Linked DNA regions of Mus musculus: region 2 is linked to region 1. A link is a contact called in public Hi-C data. All regions are on one chromosome and are shown on one strand. The core of a region is the stretch at or near the end of the contact, and the rest is flanking DNA. Distances in the headings are between cores, read along the strand shown.

Evidence for each region. A called contact is a pair of places that touch in the nucleus more often than the background predicts.
Region 2: a contact with region 1 is called in a Hi-C map of epidermal suprabasal cells, with 2.0 times the contacts expected there. The contact joins the promoter of Slc34a2 here to the enhancer-like site in region 1. A contact is called at or near these places in 7 of 484 Hi-C or Micro-C datasets (adipose-derived mesenchymal stem cells, epidermal suprabasal cells, liver and 2 more), 2 of 115 datasets of contacts at active chromatin or transcription factors (embryonic stem cells and liver) and 2 of 9 other capture datasets (adipose tissue and pancreatic islet).

What each region holds. Positions count from the first base shown.
Region 1 is chr5:52,907,756-52,912,609 of GRCm38.p6, reverse strand. No RefSeq gene overlaps it. Among named protein-coding and RNA genes, the nearest start is that of Gm30241, 25 kb to the right of the region's middle. Within about 2 kb of position 2,124, at least 71 of the 459 cell types and tissues checked have an H3K27ac peak or open chromatin away from gene starts, as enhancers often do. A contact at or near this core is called in embryonic stem cells, epidermal suprabasal cells and uterus, where this site is marked.
Region 2 is chr5:53,047,048-53,051,901 of GRCm38.p6, reverse strand. Slc34a2 (solute carrier family 34 (sodium phosphate), member 2) reads right to left here and starts at 2,549. Exons shown (of 13, transcript NM_011402.3): 1 at 2,506-2,549. It overlaps Gm17182 (predicted gene 17182), which reads left to right and starts at 2,547. Exons shown (of 2, transcript NR_166509.1): 1 at 2,547-3,021; 2 at 3,664-4,160.

The sequences.
Region 1 (4,854 bases), core at 875-3,374:
GATGAAAAACAGTAAGAGGGTAGCAATGTGATGAGTGAGATGCTATTGAAGTATTCGTATTCACCCCCCCCCCCTTCATTTGTCAAATGCTAGTCCCTAAGTGACAAGACTTGGAGGTAGAGTGTTCGAGGGGCGAAGAGAAAAAAGAAGGCAGAAGAAACCTTATGAATAGGACCAGTGACCCTTCTGCCATGTGAGCACACGGCAAAGAGACAGCTCTTACCAGCTGAAAGAAACGCTAAGCCAAAAGGAAACTTCCTGGCACAGAGGCCAAAATGGCTGCCTGTAAGCCAACCGACACCCCAGAAAACCGGGCCCAGACTTGCTAACTGATAAATTCATTTACTAAAATAGTTTTACAATATGACAGGACACGTGACCTGCTTTATGCAAAAAAAAGTATTATATCTCTTTTAGAAACTTATTATTTCTATACAAATGATTTGGGATTATAATCTGGCTGTACTCAAGAAACTTTACAGAAAGGGAACCTGAGATAAAATAAATGACTGATGTCCCATCCAAAAAAATAAAAATCATTTATGCACTCTTCCATAGAACCTCAGTTTGGATGCCAGTACCTATATAGGGTAGCTCACAACCTGCTTGAAACGTCAGGACCACATTTCCCTGCCTATTGACCTCATTTCATGGAGTCACTGTGATAAGGAAATGAGATGGAGAAAGAGAAGAAAGAACTGGCAGAACAAGGGGAGCCTCTAAGGAAGTAGGCAAGTCTCCCAATTTAGAAGCTCATTAAAAGCACAGCCGACAGTGACCGGAGCCTGACATCAGTCAAAGGCACCAATGCCACCACACCCACCCACCTCCCCGACCCACCCCAGGCTTCCTGAGACACCTGGGACTGGTTCTGCAGCAATTGTCTTCAACATTCAGATGTCAATTAATATTAATATTCAGATGAAGAAGCTGGGCCACGCCCTTCCTGTCTGGGTTCCAAATCGCACAAAGGACCTTATGTGTCTCTAGGCCGGCCAAGCACACACATAGCCCCAGTCCAACAAAAGACAGAACTCGAGGTGCCCACACAAATGAGCATTTGATGATCCATCCATTCAAGGACTACCCATCCTAGCCTCAATGTATAGAGTGGGGCTGGGTGGGGCCTAAGATACAAAGATGGCGATGACACGGGGTGCTTGCTCATGTCATCCCTCTCTTTAGAATGTCCTCGGGAGTTTCTACCTCATCACCAGTTCCTACTTGTCTTACCTCCTTCCATCTGCTTTTTCCATCCCTCAGGGCTAAATTGAAGTCCATCTCCCCTTACCCAAGCCAGATTTAAGACCCTCTGTGCCATGCCCCACTCAGCCCACCTCATGATGAGCTGTGTCCCTGCATGGTGGCCACGGGTCTCCTTCCTTCTCTACATCCCTTCCTGCAGATCAATATTGTTCCTTTCTTACATAGACACGTTACCAACCCAGGGTTGTGAAATGTAGTTAAAGCTTGACAAACGTACACGGGGCAGTTATTTTTAATACAGTTTCTCGATAGTCGAAAAAGTGAAAAGTCTGAATTTTTAGTCCGTAATACATAAGCAAGAGCCCTTGCTGTTCGTTCTGGAAATCCTGAGCTGTAACTATTGTAAAAGGCTGTGAATTTAAAATAGTCAATGATGTGAAGCGCAGAGCAGGAGACAACGGCAGCATTACAATATGCTGCTGCTATGAGTCGATGTTAATAATAATAGCAATGACATTTAAATTTGTCCAGAAGGCAAGGATGAAAGTCAAGAGACCTGGATTTGCCCTTCAACTGTGACTTTCAGACTGTAGACCTTGGGCAACCCCTGTGGATTCCAAGGGATGGCGGCCTGTAAATGCAAAGGGAGTTCTGCTTTATCTCTGGGAAGCGCTGGAAGCCACCTCGAGTCTGTGACAGGTGGAGTCCATGACCGGTGCTTGCAGAGACACACACAAGCACAGTGTGACTGACATTCCCGCTTACAGAACAAGCGTCAGTTTAATTCAGTTCTGAGCCCAGTAGGTGCCATTAAGTCTCAAAGAAACGCGGGCAAGTTTCTCTCAGTACCTGTGGCTCCTCCCAGCACATCTCACCCCGCCCCCTCTGCTAAGCCTCCCTCTCCTGGGGCTGGGCTTCCGGTCCCTCACCCCACCCCCGCCCCTTCGTAGTCTATTCTTTGTGTAACTCGGACATTTTGGCTATGCACCCTCCTGATCCTGATCTCTTGCTGGCTGTCTCCCTTCCTAGATCACCCCGGGACCACTTACTTGCCCGCTCTGTTTTCTGTCACTCTCCCCTCCTCTCACTCCTCTCTCGGCCGGCTCTGTTCATATCTACAGCAAATCTTCTCAACCATATCTCGGAACATATGAGTCATATCCTCATTTTTTCATTCAGATCCCACATCCCAACTCTGCAACTGTGTTCTTGAAGATACTCTTGTTCCTTTTTTGATAAATGCTCAGACTTCTCATTGTTCCCTTGTTGGGAGGTGGGGAGTGCACGCTGGGGGTTTTGTTGTTATTGCTATTATTGTTTGGTTTTGTTGCTGTTTAATGGTTTTTGGTTTGGTTTAGTTTTGGACAGGATTTTTTTTCTGGGCAGCCCTGGTGTCTTAGTTAGGGTTTCTATTCCTGCATAAAACATCATGACCAAGAAGCAAGTTGGGGAGGAAAGGGTTTGTTCAGCTTACATTTCCACATTGCTGTTCATCACTTAAGGAAGCCAGGACTGGAACTCAAGCAGGTCAGGAAGCAGGAGCTGATGCAGAGGCCATGGAGGTATGTTACTTACTGGTTTGCTTCCCCTGGCTTGCTCAACTTGCTTTCTTAAAGAACCCAGGACTACCAGCCCAGAGATGGCACCACCCATAATGGGCCTTCTCCCCTTGATCACTAATTGAGAAAATGCCTTACATCTGGATCTCATGGAGGCATTTTCTCAACTGAAGCTCCTTTCTCTGTGATAACTCCAGCCTGTGTCAAGTTGACACAAAACTAGCCAGTATACCACCTGGCTATCCTAGAGCTCACCCTATAGACCAGGGTAGCCTTGAGTTCAGAGATCTGCCTGTCTCTGCCTTCTGAATGCTGGGATTAAATGCACATGGCACTGTGCCTGACTCCTTGCTATAACTCTTTTTTTTTTTTTTTAAATTTTTTTTTTTAGATTTATTTATTTATTTATTTATTTATTTATTTATTATATGTAAGTACATTGTAGCTGTCTTCAGACACTCCAGAAGAAGGAGTCAGATCTCGTTACGGATGGTTGTGAGCCACCATGTGGTTGCTGGGATTTGAACTCCGGACCTTCGGAAGAGCAGTCGGGTGCTCTTACCCACTGAGCCATCTCACCAGCCCCGCTATAACTCTTAAACATACTTTTAAAAAGTGCCGTCACCAAAGCTCAAGTGGTTCCTGGGCAGCCTTTGAAGAAGGAACTGACCCCGGCAGGCAACAAGAAGCCTAGAACACAGTGAAGTCTGGGTTGTTAGCATGCTGAAAATAATAACTGAAGCCTCTGGGGGGCGCCCTGGGAAGCAGTAAATTCTCCCTGTGATCATTTAGCGTCACCCCAGAGACCAAGGTTTGGGGAATAGTCAGCAACCAAAGCGTACTTCACTCTAACCTGCCCAATTCTGCTACCCAGGAAGCTGAGGTGCAGAGGAAGGCTGAAAACTTGGGGATGAAATTCTTCAGTGAATGAATGCCTCAGGTTCTCCTTGGGGCTAACCTGCTCTACAGTGGCCACTGGGCCTCATCTATCAGCTCTGAAAGAAGACAAAAAGAACTGGAAGCACTTTTTGTGCCTGAAGAGGGACAGAACATAGCGAAGGGGGAGAAAGATTTCTAAGAACCTGAATACTCTTCCCCTACCCCCAACCACCCCATGCAGGCTTAGAGCTTAAGTAGACCTCCTCACTTTCCATCTGACCACAGACTGACATTTCCCTAGGGAGCCCAGGCTATCACTACAGCCTTTCCTACAGGGCCGAATGCACCTTTCCAGGAAGCCCTCCCTGACCTGGTTACACAGCAGGCTGGCTTCACCTGTGCTTATCTTTGCAGTCATTCACAGCATCCCACAGCACATCGAGGCTGCCACTACATCCATTCCCTGCATTATCATGTGAGCTCCAGCTGGGTGAGAACCCTGTGTTAGTCATGTATTAGAGAGATGTGAAGAATCAGATTGAGTCATGGAGATGCCTTGGCTGAGTCACAGCAGACAGAGTTGGCAAGCCATACACAACTGAAAGTCAAGGTGTTAGGCAGAAGAATGCTTGCTGAATGATCTTTCTCTAAAGCCTCCATACCCACATGACCTCTGTGTCTACCGCTGGTGGCTAGGCCTGTATGCTCCAGGCTGAAACCTGGGGAACGTTTTCTGGATGAACCAAACTGAGAAAACAGCCCAAGAGAAAAGGCAGCGACTGTATTTGAAGATTTTAGGAAGTAAAAACCCAGATGTCCTCTAGTGATGTCCCCTGGTTCAAAGTTCCACTCGTCAGCATTTCCGTGCCTTGGTTTTAAAGATGGAAACGCTGCCAGTGAACTCCAGGCATCTAAGGACGAAGCATAAAGAAATCTCACAAGGAACTTTAACAGGAAACAGAAGAAAAGCTTGCAAGTCCACACATGGCACCTCAAAAATGGAAAAGAAAAGAGTGTACCCCTGAAACAGGAACTGGATGGTTGTAAACGGAACGTTCAAAAATGCAAAGAAAAGCACATGCAAGCAAGCACTCAGAGGACGAACAGCGACATAGAGGAAAGTGCAAAGAAAACAAAGAGGGCGCCATCATTAAAGAGATGATAGAAGAAAAGATGCCCAAGCTGAAGAACACTGTTTTCAGGTTTTACA
Region 2 (4,854 bases), core at 1,300-3,799, 140 kb before region 1:
CTGGGAAATGTGAGGCACCTGGCTGCCATCCACGCCCTTCACTTTGCATTCTTTGAGCTTCTCCAACCAGGACCTGACTGGGACCAGCTGTTTTCAGAGCTTGCCCAGCTAAGATCCAGGGATGAAAAAGTGAATCAGCCCATGCCCGTGGTCCTGTGTCCTCTCACCAGCTATGGCCATAGCACAAGAATGACCACTGAAGTAAAGGAGAGCAGTTGTCACTGACAGGCAGCCCAACATCAATTGAGACTGACAGGCTCTGTGTACAGGCTCTGGCATAAGTCCTGTACACAGATTAACTCACTTCACTGTCCAGCATTTTCAGGGTTGTCTCATTGTTTCTAATTGGTGGACGGTCAGATACACCATATAATCCATAGAAGTCAGGGCAATTCTTCCATCTCAGGCTCAAAGTTGCAGGAGTTTAGCACCAAACTCAGCTAATGGTGACCTGAGGCCAACTTTTAACACAGAGGGAGAGATCTGCTTTATGCTTACCATTTAGTACTAACTGTAGGACTACCCGAGAGAGGAAACCTGAGATACAGAAAAATGTTCAAAGTCAGAATGAAAGCAGCTCTGGACACAGAAGAACTCCACACAGCTAATGTTAAGGCCTGAGGAGTTCTTCTGCTTTTGGCAGAATAACCCAGAGCCACTGAAGGTGGAGGGCTGCTGCTGCCCCTTGGCTTCCTGTAAGCCTCAGAATAATCCCCTGAAGAGGAGGGAGGGGTGTGAGCAGAGGGGTGTGGCACTAGTGGTGCATGCCTGAAAGCCCAAGGCTGCAGAAGCTGAGGCAGGATTATCACAGGTCTCAAGGATGGTCTGGGCTACAACACGTACTTGCTAAAAAACAAGGGGGAGAGGGCAGACTGCTTCTAGGTCTTGCAATTAGAGAATGGCTTTTAGTTTTAGATTTTAGGTGAAAGATACTATTTAAGATATTTAGCCTAACACTACAAACTTGTGCTCACACAGGCTGCTACAATACCTTTTTAAATTTGTAAAGTAAATTTCAGTCAGGTGTGGTAGGTCAAGTCTATAATCCCAGCACACACTTGGGGAGGCGGAGACCTAACTAATTCAAGACTAATTGGAGGTCTGGAGAGATGGATCAGCAGTTAAGAGCACTGACTACCCTTCTTGAAGGTCACGAGTTCAAATCCCAGCAACCACATGGTGGTTCATAACCATCTGTAATGAAATTGGACACCCTCTTCTGGTGTGTCTGAAAACAGCTACGGTGTACTTACATATAATAAATAAATATCTTTTTAAAAAAGGACTAATAGGACCTACACAACACTCCATCTCAAAAACCCAAAGGCTAGCTATGTAGCTCAGAACAGCCACTACGAAGCATAAGATTCTGAGTTCAATCCTTAGGCTGTCAGTTAGTTGACCTGTAACTATTCTGCCCTGTTTGGGGGAGTTAAAAGCTAAATTTGTAAACCTATGTATGCGACAATCTTTATTGAAATCTAGTATACTCCAAATCAGATCCCTCAAATACTGTTTTGGGGTGTTTTGTTTTGTTGTTTTCTTTTTCATAAACTCAGGCTATTCTGTGCCTGAGTCGTGGTACCCTGGAGGGGTAGGGGAGGGGTAAGGGAGGGAGGTAACTTGTGTAGCATCCAAAACTATTACAAAGCCTGCCCTTCTTGCCCCGGCTTACAAAAGCTTGTAAAACAGAAAAGGTCATTATCAGCTGGCATAGGATAAGACGGTCTCCTAGTCCCAAACAATGCTTACTGTGGGGAGGCTCAGGTTTTCCAGAAATGCCTAACTGAGAACAAGTTTCAGTCTACAAGACAGGAAAGCAGACAGATGACAGAGCCACCCTGCTAGCACAAAACTCTCCTGAAAGGACCTCCCCCCGCCCCCAAAGTACAGGACCGATGATCCACGGGTTTTAAGAAAATGCCCACAGTACCTATGGCAGGCACCTGTCCCTCTGGAACTTTAACTCCAAAACGGGCACTCCTCCTCTGGCTTGAGCATACTGTCTCCTCCGACCCTGTGCATATCCCTCTGCCTTAAGAACCAGAAATCAAATCCTGCTCAAGACATCTGAAGGGCAAAAGCTTTTGGCCAAGTCCCCCCAGAAGGGTCTGCATCCTCCAGCAGCCAGAGCAAACCTAGAACTTGCAGGAAAAGACCCAGGTGTCATGAAGAGGGCCACTGCACGTCAGGGAGTCACACGGGTAGTAACCCAGACCAAGCATGAGGCCAGCCCGGCAGATCCTCCCACCCCAAGCCACAGACACAGCTAGCAGGTGAGGCATGTCCACCTACACTAGTTCTAAGAGTTGTCCTGACAGCAATCACAACCATCTTTTAAAAAAAATCTGAAAGTTTAAGATGATGTGCTCTCATATCCTCCTCTGCAGCCCAGAGCCAGTCAAGTCCCTTAGGGGTGTCTACAAGAATGAAGTCACTTAAAAATTCAGTGTAGGTCCTTGAGATCAGAAGCAGCCGGCGGTAGCGGCCGACCGGTGTACTCACCAGCGCTCCCTTCGCAGGTAAGGGACAGCAGGAGGCACCCAGGTGGAGCGCAGCTGAGCGCCCGGTATATATACAGCGAAGGTGTTGCGCAAAGAGGCCGGCGGCAGTCGCTGTCATCACGCCCCTCGCACATTCCAGGACCGCCTGCTGCCGCCGCCACGGCACTGCCTACCTGCCGGCTTAGTGAGCCCATCGCGGGGAGAAACCTCAGACCAGGCCCGCAGTAGGAACGGCCGAACCGCCTGCGCCCCGGTGGCGCCCCGCGCGCCCCGAATCCCTGCCTGCCTCCCTCACACGCGGGAGTTGCTGCGAATGCTGACCACCAGCTGTGGGCCTCTGCCCTCTGCCTCGTTCTCCCAGAGTCTCTGTGCCGTTCCGTCTCCAGGGCTGGAGAGGTTAGACACTGAGCAACAGATTGTAAATTCAGGGACAAGATTCTTCTTCTTCGCAACAAAGCCAGGATTGTTCCAGGTGCCTCTGCCTGGAGACCTGTCTGGCTTGGGCAGTTAGAACAAGGTCAGCATGGAACTTAAGACTGACTGCTAGGGAGTGGCGGGCCTGGAGAAGGGGTGCTTTCTCTACAGTGTGGGTGCCCTGGGTCAGTCGCCCCCCATCCCCATCTCTACCCACTGTAAGGTGGCCTGGAGATCAGCCCCAGGAGGCCCCCCCCTTCCCCCCAGGCTAGTACTGAACAAGATGGAAACAGTGGATTTAGCCTCAGATCAGAGCTTCAAAGCCTTGCCTCAGAGGCCCAGGAGCCAAGATTAAGTAAGGCACGGGGTAAGGGCACAGGCTCACACAGGAACTGCTAAAACAGAGCTAGTTTTGCCTCAAACTCCAAGTACCCATAACTAATGTTTGGAGGTGCGCTGCCCTGGGCTAAGCTCTCAGGATCTTAGCTGCCTGTCTTCAGTTCCCTGCTCGCCCCCCTTGCCGTCCCCTCCTCATTTTTCTCAGTGTAAAATGTGTGTCCTTGGTTCACAGCACTCAATATTTTAACACTGTCCTTCCAGAGTTGGAGGACTAGGAAGGTTCTGAGACTTATCACAGGTGCCAATACTGTCTACAGCAGCACAAAGCACAAACGACTCAGTTGGAGACAGGGAAGAAAGCTAGCCTGCCTGGTGGCCCTGTGGAGGAATAATGTTTGCTCTACAGGACAAACTAAGGAGTTCTCAGCAAGCACCTCTCAGAGCACAGGCTGGAGTAAACGGAGTCCACCCCCACGTGACCACCACGGAGTTCAGCACAGCCTGTAGCCAGCGGAGGGCAGGGCAGGGCAGGCTGCACTCTCCACCTACGCTGTTCCCAGGAACCCTGAGGCCTTCACTCACTGGTCATCTATCCTGTGACCCTGCCTCACAGTGGCTAAAGGCTTCCCTGAGGAGGTAACTGCCTTGCCCCTTGCTTTAAAATCATTTCCCAAAATGGAGCCCATGTGGGAAGATCAGCTCTGCCAAAAACCTTGGGAAGGCTCCTTTAAGTTCCAGTAGACAAGGGAACGTCAACCAAAGCTCTCAGGGTGTTATCTTCTTGGTTCTAGATTGACTACAGTTCTTTACTTCTCTGCAATGTGTAAGTGTGTCTACATTCATTCTCACCTCCCTTTAATCAGAATGTGGTCTAATAAAGAACACTTCCATGTTTTCATTTGATCTCTGATACCCGATATCTTCATTTAATAAGCCTATGTTTACATACAAACTTCTGGAATACTATCACCAACGTAGATTACCCTAGCTAGCTAACCTCCGATTACGTAATGCAGCACTGTAGGGTAGAATTAGGTAGATCATGCCATTAATTATTCTGAAATTGAGGTCCAGACCATCTTCTCTATGCTACGGAGTTCTGTGTAACTGTTACAGGCCTAAAACCTGTGGGATGAGAACACTTGAAATCCTATCATTGATTTGGGTGTTTTGTGTTTTTTTTTTTGTTTTGTTTTTGTGGGTTTTTTTCCTGTAAAATATGTACTCATGCTGATAACGGAGTGGAACATGTTCGATTTCTCATATAAAAACATTAGATTTGGGAAATCATTTGTGATCTGTGCTACTGAGACCTTACCACATACAGGCTCCGTAAGAATTTACAGAGTCAGCCGGGAGTGGTGGCGCACGCCTTTAATCCCAGCACTCGGGAGGCAGAGGCAGGCGGATTTCTGAGTTCGAGGCCAGCCTGGTCGACAAAGTGAGTTCCAGGACAGCCAGAGCTATACAGAGAAACCCTGTCTCAAAAAACCATAAAAAACCTTACAGAGTCACAATGCTTGGAAATTGCTGGATTAAGATATCAGCAAGGTTCCCTCTTCTTTGAGACAGGGTCTAACTATGTAGCCCTGGCTGT